2 separate regions of the Sus scrofa genome follow, and region 2 is linked to region 1. Evidence: chromatin contacts called from public HiChIP or PLAC-seq data. All regions are on one chromosome and are shown on one strand. The core of a region is the stretch at or near the end of the contact, and the rest is flanking DNA. Distances in the headings are between cores, read along the strand shown. Region 1 holds the start of ZNF646 (zinc finger protein 646). Region 2 holds the start of HSD3B7 (3 beta-hydroxysteroid dehydrogenase type 7).

The links. HiChIP or PLAC-seq counts read pairs in DNA pulled down with a chosen protein or histone mark.
Region 2: an H3K27ac HiChIP or PLAC-seq map of alveolar macrophages shows a contact between it and region 1. The contact joins the promoter of HSD3B7 here to the promoter of ZNF646 in region 1. A contact is called at or near these places in 3 of 5 promoter capture datasets (fetal liver and liver), 3 of 47 Hi-C or Micro-C datasets (embryonic fibroblasts, psoas muscle and subcutaneous adipose tissue) and 2 of 2 datasets of contacts at active chromatin or transcription factors (alveolar macrophages and skeletal muscle).

Annotation. Positions count from the first base shown.
Region 1 is chr3:17,403,984-17,409,117 of Sscrofa11.1, reverse strand. ZNF646 (zinc finger protein 646) reads left to right here and starts at 2,488. Exons shown (of 3, transcript XM_021086398.1): 1 at 2,488-2,910; 2 at 4,806-5,134. The coding sequence starts at 4,888. It overlaps ZNF668 (zinc finger protein 668), which reads right to left and starts at 2,855. Exons shown (of 4, transcript XM_013987708.2): 1 at 2,334-2,855.
Region 2 is chr3:17,460,318-17,465,451 of Sscrofa11.1, reverse strand. HSD3B7 (3 beta-hydroxysteroid dehydrogenase type 7) reads left to right here and starts at 2,071. Exons shown (of 7, transcript XM_005655085.3): 1 at 2,071-2,316; 2 at 2,691-2,862; 3 at 3,081-3,236; 4 at 3,529-3,637; 5 at 3,716-3,815; 6 at 4,017-4,179; 7 at 4,627-5,134. The coding sequence starts at 2,200. The coding sequence ends at 5,042. SETD1A (histone-lysine N-methyltransferase SETD1A) reads left to right here. Exons shown (of 21, transcript XM_021086406.1): 20 at 641-778; 21 at 859-1,684. The coding sequence ends at 1,032.

The DNA.
Region 1 (5,134 bases), core at 1,239-3,738:
GCTTTTTAGGCCCACACCTATAGCATATGGAAGTTCCCAGGCTAGGGGTCAAATCTGAGCTTCAACTGCTGGCTTACACCACAGCTCATGGCAATGCCCAATCCTTAACCCACTGAGTGAAGCCAGGGAGCAAACCCGAATCCTCATGGATACCAGTTGGGTTTGTTACCCGCTGAGCCACAACAGGAACTCTCTCTCTCTTTTTTTTTTTTCTGTTATAGTAGAGCAGATAGATTAAATAGTATTAACTTCTCCCCCACCCCCTGCCATTTTACGGCAAAGGATGAGGCACAAAAAAGTAGCTAGTCATGGTCACAGCCAGTATTCAAAGCCAGGTGATCTACCTCCCAAACGTCTGCTCTCTCTCCTGATCATAAGTGATTGCTAGCACTTATACATTTTATGGTTCAGTTGTTAATTCTGAGAGCCAGGAACCTTTATATTTTTTTTATTTTTTATTTTTTTTGTCTTTTTGCTATTTCTTTGGGCCACTCCTGCGGCATATGGAGGTTCCCAGGCTAGGGGTCGAATCAGAGCTGTAGCCCCCGGCCTACGCCAGAGCCACAGCAATGCAGGATCCAAGCCACGTCTGTAACCTACACCACAGCTCACAGCAACGCCGGATTGTTAACCCACTGAGCAAGGCCAGGGATCCAACCCGCAACCTCATGGTTCCTAGTCGGATTTGTTAACCACTGCGCCACGACAGGAACTCCAGGAACCTTTATTAATCTGCATCCTTTCCACATAGAACCATGCTTGGTGCCCCCAAAACAAACTGAACAGATCAACCTCTGAGACAGTATCTGAATCCAGGTCTAAAGACTCTGCCTCCCCCACAGTAGGAGTCTGTAAAAACGTCAGTTTTATCAACCGAATTTCTCTGCCTTTCCAAGTTCACAAGTTCCAGTGCAGGCAGGCAGCTAGTGCTCCATTAGACCCCTAGCCTGGGAACCTTCATATGGTGAGGGTGTGGACCTAAAAAGACAAAAGACAAAAAAACAAAAACAAACAAACAAACAAAAAAAACGAGATCCCAGCTCTTTCTCCCCCCACCCCACCCCACCCCACAGTCGATTCATTGCTCTGGTGAGGGAGCCCTGTCTTTGTTTACTACTGGATTTAGGTGGGGGATGCCATCCTGCTGCTAGAATAGGCTCTAAATGCCAGGAATGCAGATTTAATTCCCAAAGGGTTTAGGCTAGAACCCTGCAGGCAGGGATGAAGTGAAGAGCCCACTTTTTATCCTCTCTCCATCTCAGTCTCCCCACATGTAAACAAGTAGTCACCGGTAGGCCTCACAGGCCACGGGAGATCCGGTGAGATAGCAGATGGGGAACTGTGAACCATGCAGAGAGGCGAGCTAGTCATCTCCTGAACATCCATGCAATCTGGTTAGCCCATAACCTAATCCCAACCCACTTTTTTCAGCCTCACCTCCAGAGGCACTGTGCCCCTCCGCACCATAGCTCCAGCCGCAATTCTCAAACTTCCCCACCTAAATACATCCCCGTACGCAGTTCCCTCTGCCTTCTCCTGTTGGAAAACTGTTGCATCCTTCAAATACCTGCTTCCCCAGTGCCCCCAGGAATAATTAATAGGTAGTAGAGGTAAGGGCACCACTACACTCTGGGCCTCAGTTTTCTCATCAGAAAAGTGGGGTCTCTGAGGCACGTGGGAGTTTGAAGGGCGTTAGAGCCAAGATCTGCGAAATCCCTGCGCTTCCAGCTCCCTGCAACCATCTATGTGTCCGCATCCCTCCAGGCAGAGAGCCCCGCAGGGCAGGGCCCTGGGCTGACTCTTCGCAGAAAAAGCCCTGGGAAAACGTGGCATCGGATAATGTGGCAAGAAGAAAGGAACGATGAATGAGAGAATGAACAAATGAATGGACCGAAGGCCAGGCTCTGGACAAAGGCCTGCAAGATGGCGTTCTCTAGGACCGCGGGAGGGGCGGCCGAGACCTCGACCGGGGAGGGGGCCGCCGGCACCAGAGAACCGTGCAAGGCCGGCCGCGCGCCTGGGACAAAAGCCCGCAACATGGCGGGCTCTAGGACCCTCGGGCCCGCACCATGCAAGGCGGGCAGCCGTGCCGGCCGAGACCAGGCGTCCGCTGCAGCCGGCCCGCCGGGACAGCCGGCGGGTTCTAGGACCCGCTGGGCCCGGAGCCCGCCCGCGCCCTCCCGGGGCCGCACTCCTCCCGCCCCGCCCGCGCTGCTCGCGCCAGGCTAACCCCATCCGCCCTCGGCACCCACAGGGAAACTGAGGCCCGCTCGGATCGCGTCCGCTCTGGGGCCGCCTGGGGGCCCTTGAGGACTCCTGCCGGCGTTTCCTACCTGAGAAGACTCGGGCCGGCTCCGTGGCGCCAGCGGCAGCTCCTCGCACCGACAGAGCCCGGGACACAGCCAGGGAGGGGCAGGCGCTAGGACCCAGCGGGTGGGGGTGGGAGGAGGCGGAGCCAACGAGCGGAAGTGGAAGGGAGCTTTCCTCCCTAGGGAGGAACACAAAGTGTACCGGCGCACCCCCAACCGAAGGTGGAGGAGAAACCCTTTGCAAGGGGTCTCTGTGGGTGCTAATGACAGGGAACACCGGAGTAGGTTTGCGGGTGCACTGGCTATTGCTAGCCTGGGGAAAGGTCACCGTGAACTAGAAGGTGGGAGGACAGAAAGGCCATGCTCAAGACTTGGAGTACCTAAGTCCGCTTATATTCATTCCACAAAATTTCCCTTAATAACAAGGAGTGAATGAAGCTCCCTCCATCTGTCTTGGGAAGTTCTTCAGGGAGCCCCCCGAAAAGTGTCGCCAAAATACTGAGGCCAGGGCTGCAGAACCAACCCTTTTTTTCCCCTCCTCTGCGCTCAGCCAACATGCACCGGAACGATTTTAGCGGCTCTTCCCGGAAGTGTGGCTAAGGTTAGTGCAGAACAACGCAGCTTTTGACCTACGTGGGCGGGGTCAGAGTCGGGTAAGCTGTGTCTCTCCTAGCACCGGAAATGTGGCTGCTTGGAGGCGGGACAGAAGTATTCTCAGGGCGGAAGTTTCGCGGGGAAGCTTTTGCCGCCAGGACACTTCCTGTTTCCTAATAACAATAGGAAGTGTCCGAGGAGGTGAGGGTAGACTGCTGGCTCGTGCCAGCTGCGCCCTCTTTCCTCTACTTCCTTCCTTCTCCCCCTCTCCTTTCCCTCTTTCCCTCCCCTCCCACTTCCCAGGAGCCCTGGTGGAGTGTGCGTGTGTGGGAGCGCGAGAGCCCCCCAACAGCCACCCCTTGGGGCGCGCGGCTGCAGTTAGGGTGAGGGTCCCAGTGCGCAGGCGCGCTCCCGTTCGCCGTCCCCAACGGACGCACCCGCGGCGGGAACGAGAAGGGGTCACCGGTGCGAGGTAGGGGTCCTAGGAGAAAACTGGCCTAGGAGATGAGTGAGGTTAGGACCTCACTGGTGGTTGATGACGAGAAGAGACTCTTGAGCGAAGGGGCTTGGTGAGGTGAGGATTTGGGGAGCAGGTTCAGTAAGGGGTTTAGAGTCAGAGATAGGAGTTATATTAGGGTCCCGTGGGAGTGAAGGGTCAGAGAAGGCCAAAGTGATGTAGGAGGCATGGGGCCTGCTATGGAGAGAGCAAGGGCTTTGGAAAGAAGCTTGCCAGAATAGTGGGTTGGCCAGTGTGTAAACTGAGGTAACAGGCATTGCAGTGTGTTGTGAAGGCTAAGTGACACCACACCTGTTCTTTACTTAGCACAGTGCCTGGCACATGGTAATACTTAGGTAGCAGGGGTTGCTCTTGTCATCAGTATTATGAGAGAAGATAGAAGAAAAAATCAGAAGGGATGCTGGAGTGTAAAGTGAGGAGGCATGGGAAAGAAAAAAGGTAGGGGGTGAAGAATCAGAAATGAGATGGTATTTCCGAGATGGAAGATAGTTTGAAATTCATAAAGGAGACTTCATGACCCTGAAGGGAACAGGGGAGATGGGGGAGCACCTTTCTCAGCCCTTTCTCTCAAGAGGGCCTCTACCCTCACCTCTCAAGTCCTCAGCTGCCAAGTGAAGAAAGAAGCTACTTTCCCAGGGCCTCTCAGCTACTCTGGTTAGCTGACAGGTGCAGGAGAGAGGATTGGACTTATCTTACTGAAGGTCCTAGGGAAGGTACATCTTCCCTTTAAGATGTCATGGAAGACAGGTTGTTTGTTTCAGAATTAGAGAGAGGAGAGGATTAGGGCCAGTAAAGACTTTTTGGATTTGATCTCCAGACAGGATAGTAGGTTTTTGACAGAGGTAAACTGCATTTATTTAGATGGTAGATTCCTCATCTAACTAAATGAGTTAGGCCTAGGGAAGCAGCCATGTCTGGGGAACTTGTATGATGGTGCTTCTGAAATAACAGATCCAGTAGAAAGCAGGTCTCTGGGCATGGTGGCTTCGGGGACTTCTCCATGCCCTCTGATGAACTTGGTGCTTATAGAACCAAGAGGCAAAGTTAATTTAGGCCTGCCTTCTGTTTTGGGGCGGGGGGGTTGGTCTTTTTTTTTTTTTTTTTTTTTTTATCTTTTAGGGCTGCACTCGCAGCATATGGAGGTTCCCAGACTAGGGGGCCAATTGAAGCTATAGCCACCGGCTTACACCACAGCCACAGCAGCACGGGATCTGAGCCTCGTCTGCGACCTACACCACAGCTCACGGCAATGCTGGATCCTTAACCCACTGAGCGAGGCCAGGGGTCGAACCTGTGTCCTCATGGATGCTAGTCGGGTTCACTAACTGCTGAGCCACGCAGGGAACTCCTAGGCCTGCCTTCTGACCGCTGCCCCCTCTTCCTAGGCATTAGACCCGCCACCAGAGGAAGATGCTGCCATCACCTGCCTGCTCTTCCTGAACCTCCAGGTTTCAGCCATAAGGCCCCATGGAGGACACGCCCACCTCACTCAGCTGCTCTGACTGTCAGCGCCACTTTCCCAGCCTCCTGGAATTGTCACGGCACCGAGAACTGCTCCATCCGTCTTCCAACCAGGAGAGTGAGGAGGCCAACAGCGTCCCTCGGCCCTACCGCTGTCAGCAGTGTGGGCGGGGCTATCGCCACCCCAGGAGCCTCGTCAACCACCGCCGGACCCACGAGACTGGCCTTTTCCCCTGTACCACCTGTGGCAAGG
Region 2 (5,134 bases), core at 822-3,321, 57 kb before region 1:
GGACATCCAGGGGCTGCTCAGTGGAGTGGCAGCTGCACTGAGGTGGATTTGGGCTGGAGGTGGAAGTTTGGGAGGAGCCCTCTCCACTTGCCTGGCAGCCGAAGCCCTGGGAGACAGCGAGTGCACCCAAGGGGAGAGAGCAGCGGCATTATCGCCCTGTTTTCTGGGAAATGAGTTATTCCTCACAGACCGTGAGCCCTGACGTGGACGGCAGCAGCCGTGAGCACCTGTTTTGGAGAAGGGATGAGTAGGGTCCAATCTGTGAAATGGACGCTGTCGTCTCAAGAACTGCCCCAGCCCTCAGCCATCTGGGGGCTCCGCTGGGGGCCAGGCAGACGCTCCAGGAGATGCTGGTGGCTGCTCCTGCCCAGTGACCAGTGTGGACTTCCCTGGGGTCCTCTTTGGGTGACTATCAGAATGGCAGCCGAAGGTATAGGGAGGTGACCCTAAGAGGGGTGCTCCTGGGAGCAGGGTCAGGAGAGTCGGCGCCTTGGAGTAGCGGGTGCCAGAGGGAGCGTCACAGATCCCGGACGGGTCGGCGTGGCCTCCAGGGTGGTAGCTGGGAGACTGTCCAGACGCCTCATCACAAGGGCCAGCGGGGTCAGGCCAGCCCCCTGACCATCACGCTCTGTGCTGTTAGATGGTGGCCGACATGCGGGAGAAGCGCTACGTGCAGGAGGGCATTGGCAGCAGCTACCTGTTCCGGGTGGATCATGACACCATCATCGATGCCACGAAGTGTGGCAACCTGGCGAGGTTCATCAACCACTGCTGCACGGTGCGCGGGGGGCCGGGCCGGGCCGGGGTGGGGCGGGGGCCAGGGGCACAGCCGCAGCTCACCCCATCCTTGTCCTGCAGCCCAACTGCTATGCCAAGGTGATCACCATCGAGTCGCAGAAGAAGATCGTGATCTACTCCAAGCAGCCCATCGGTGTGGACGAGGAGATCACCTACGACTACAAGTTCCCGCTGGAGGACAACAAGATCCCGTGTCTGTGCGGCACCGAGAGCTGCCGCGGCTCCCTCAACTGAGGTGGGGCAGGACTGGTGCCCTCACCCCTATTTATTCCCCTTGGTGCCCTGAGCTCCCAGCCCACCCAGCCTTAGTGGGCTCAGCAGGGCCCACGTGCCCCATCTCCGAATGTGGGGTTGGGGGCCCCCCGAGCCCAGGAGGGAGCCTCAGTCCCTTGAGGCGACTTCTGCTTCCCCTCTTGCCCCTGCCCACCCATCCCCTGAATTTTTTTTCTTTGCGGAGAAGAAGCTGTAAATGTTTTGTAGCTGCCAGCAGCTGTTTCCTGTGGAAACCTGGGGTGCCGGCCTGTACAGATCCTGTTCTTGGGGGCTGCACAGCCCCCTTGCTTTGTGTTCATGGGGCTTCCCCTTTGTGCCCTGCGTGCACCCCTCCCCAGTTTAGGGGTCTCTAGGGGCAGTGGCCATGTTCTCCCCCTGGGGGGGGGCCCTGCGCCCCCAGTCCTGGGGACTCCGTGCCTGGAACCCTGCCTCATCTTCTGTTCCTGCCAGACCCTGTGGGTCACCCTCCCAGCCTGGTGTCTGGAAGCTCCGGCTTTGCCAGGCCGGGATGGTGGGGGGCGGGCCCTTCCTGTTGGGCTGGACTGTACATATGTTAATAGCGCAAACCCAACGCCACATTTTTATAATTGTGATTAAACTTTATTGTACAAAAGTGCTTGGTCAGTATCTTTGGGAAAGAGTAGGGTGGGATGGGGGCTGAGGACAGAGGGTGGGGCAAGTGAAGAGAGGGGGAAACAGGTGGCCTGAAGCTTGGGGTGGGGAGAGGGCCTTTCGGGCAAGAGCCAGGACCTGCAGACTCAGCCACCATCACTCTGGGCCACCTGCTAGGCTGGAACAGCCATCCAGAAATCCCCCGCCAAGGCCGGCCAGGGCAGGGCCAAGGTCAGGCCTCCCTTCCCTTCCCAGAACCACAGCTGCTGCTGGGCTTCTGGCCTCCTGGGAAATCCAGCAGGAGGGAAAGACTGACATCATGCCCTGGGAGCGAGGTCACCCTGCCTGCTCCCTTTACCTCGCCCACCCAGCAGGTTCCAGCTTCCCCATTCCCTTTCCTCAAGTTCTCTGCTGGAAGCAGATGCCAGTGCAGCGTGGAGTGGCCACCAGAGGGTGCCCTGTGGCAAGAGTAAGGTGGGCGGAGAGGTGGAGGCTGGGCTGGTCTCTGTTCCTGGAATGGGCCAGGAGGGAGGAGGAGCAAGCGGAAGGGGACTGTGTCACGGGCCCGCTGGCCTGGGGGACGAAGACGGCCTCCCGGTGGCCAGTTTGGGTGTCCTGGGACCTTGGCAGCAGGTAGGCAGCAGTGATGCCAGGGCCTGGGGTCCCTTCCCCCCATCCCGGCCCTTCCCACCTTCCTCTCCCTGCCGTCCCGGCTCCCTGCCAACTGCCTTTCCTTTTCTGTCTCGGGACCTCCTCCTCCGCCTCAAACCCTGAGCCCTCCCTGCACGCCAAGCCTTCCCCTCATCTTGGTAAGTGCGGCTGGCAGGGTTGGGACAGGTAACCTGGCTGCGGCTCCCACGGCTGCAGCCTCTGGAAACGGCTCTGGGCCCCGGGTCACTGTTGCTGTCCACTAAGCCAGAGGCCTCTTCTAGGAGTAACAGGTGGGCTGTAGGTGCCGGGGCAGGTGGCAGCAGGCAACCCAGGTGAGCCAGGGTGTCTTTCCCCAGCAGGGCATGGCAGATTCTGCTCAGGCCCAGAAGCTGGTGTACCTGGTCACAGGTGGCTGTGGCTTCCTGGGGGAACATGTGGTCCGCATGCTGCTGCAGCAGGAACCCCGGCTCTGTGAGCTGCGCGTCTTCGACCTACACCTGGGCCCCTGGCTGGAGGAACTGGAGACAGGTGACTGTGGTGGGGACAGAGTGGGGACGGGGGGAGAGGATGTGGACTTCCTTCCTTGGGGTGGAAAAGATGATGTCTCCTATGTTTTCCAGTGTGGACGGATGGGATGAATGAGTCACATTGGGAATATGTGGCTTCCAAGGGTGTGGGCCAAACCCAGCAGCTGGCCTGTGGCCTCAGCTCTGACATTGCCTCTGGCTGCTCCTACCCATCCCCAGGGCCCGTGCAGGTGACTGCCATCCAGGGGGACGTGACCCAGGCCCATGAGGTGGCAGCGGCTGTGGCCGGAGCCCACGTGGTCATCCACACAGCTGGGCTGGTGGATGTGTTCGGGAGAGCCAGTCCGGAGACCATCCATGAGGTCAACGTGCAGGGTGAGCGGCTCTCCACCTACTCTGATCACACACGCAATCCTCCCTGGCGCATGGCCTGAACTTGGCTGTTTGTTCCCTGCCCCCTCTTTGACCTTGACCTCTGTAATTCTCCTGTGACAATCTGTCCTGTGGACACTCCTGCCCATCATGGCGGGCTGGCCCTCACTGACCTGCCGTGGTTCGCCCTGGGCCTGGAGCTGGAAGACTCGGGTCCTCCTCCAGCTTTGGGATGGGGAGCGGAAAGATGCAGAGGGGGAGGAAGCTTTGGTTTAGACGTCCCCCCCTACCCCAGGCACACAGAATGTGATCGAGGCTTGTGTGCAGAATGGAACACGCTTCCTGGTCTACACAAGCAGCATGGAAGTTGTGGGGCCCAACATCAAGGGCCAGCCCTTCTACAGGTGAGCTGAGGTTCCCCTCAGTCCTTCAAGGCCCCCCTCTCTCCCCAGCATTAAGAATTTTCCCTCTCCCCCCACTAGGGGCAATGAGAATACCCCATACGAGGCAGCACACAGACATCCGTATCCTCGCAGCAAGGCCCTGGCTGAGCGGCTGGTCCTCGAAGCCAACGGAAGGAAGGTAAGACAGCGGATGAGATGTGGGAGCCAGAGCGGGGGTGGAAAGAGCTGCCGGGCAGAGGCAGAGCCAGGGCCTGCAGGCGCCTTTGCATCCTGCCCTGGGCACCTCCCCTCCATCTCCAGCTTTTGGAGGCCAGGGCAGAGGGCAGGCCCTAGGGGCGGGGTGTCCTAGGTCTTAGCAGTGCCTGCCTTTTGCCCCCAGGTCCGCGGGGGGCTGCCCCTAGTGACGTGTGCCCTGCGTCCCACTGGCATCTATGGTGAAGGCCACCAGATCATGAAGGACTTCTACCACCAGGGCCTGCGCCTGGGGGGTCGGCTCTTACGGGCCATCCCGGCCTCTGTGGAGCATGGCCGGGTCTACGTGGGTGAGGCTGGGCTAGGCGGCGGGGGGAGGCTAACAGGGCTCTGGGATCCACGTGGTTCTGGGGTCGGGGATGGTTGTGTACTCTGGCTAAGAGAGGACGGTCTATACCTGGGCCAGAGCAGACAAGGGCCATGCAAGGCGAGAAGGACGGCCTCAAAACGTGTCACAGGCTGAGTGAGGAAAGGGTTGGAGTTATGGGAGCAGCATCGTTCCAGGACCATCAGCAGAAAAAATAGCCTCCATTCAGGCTGGCCCTCAAGGGCAAACGGCTACAGGGCCTGGAGGGAAGCAGCCTTCAGCACAGCTGTTGCTATGAGGGCAGCATCCACAAGGGCCCAAAGAGGGGGCAGCTTGGCCAGCACTGGCCGGGGAGAGACCAGCATGGACCTGGTCACAAGGGCACTGAGGGCCACTTCCCCCCCTTCTCCCCTCGGCCCTGTCCCCGCAGGTAACGTGGCCTGGATGCACGTGCTGGTGGCCCGGGAGCTAGAGCACCGAGCGCCACTGATGGGTGGCCAGGTGTACTTCTGCTATGACAACTCACCCTACAAGAGCTACGAGGACTTCAACATGGAGTTCTTGGGCCCCTGCGGACTGCGGCTGGTGGGCAGCCGCCCGCTGCTGCCTTACTGGCTGTTGCTGTTTCTGGCCACCCTCAATGCCCTGCTGCAGTGGCTGCTGCGGCCGCTGCTGCTCTATGCGCCCCTGCTCAACCCCTACACGCTGGCCGTGGCCAACACCACCTTCACTGTCAGCACAGACAAGGCTCTACGCCACTTTGGCTATGAGCCCCTGTTCTCCTGGGAGGAGAGCCGGGCCCGCACTATCCGCTGGGTGCAGGCCGGGGAAGACTCCACCCAATGACAGTAGGGCTGGGGCCCGGAGCCTGGCGTGGCCCAGCCATCCGGGTCCAGGGCCCTCAGATCCTGGGTGGGGACGCATTCTAGAGCTGCAGG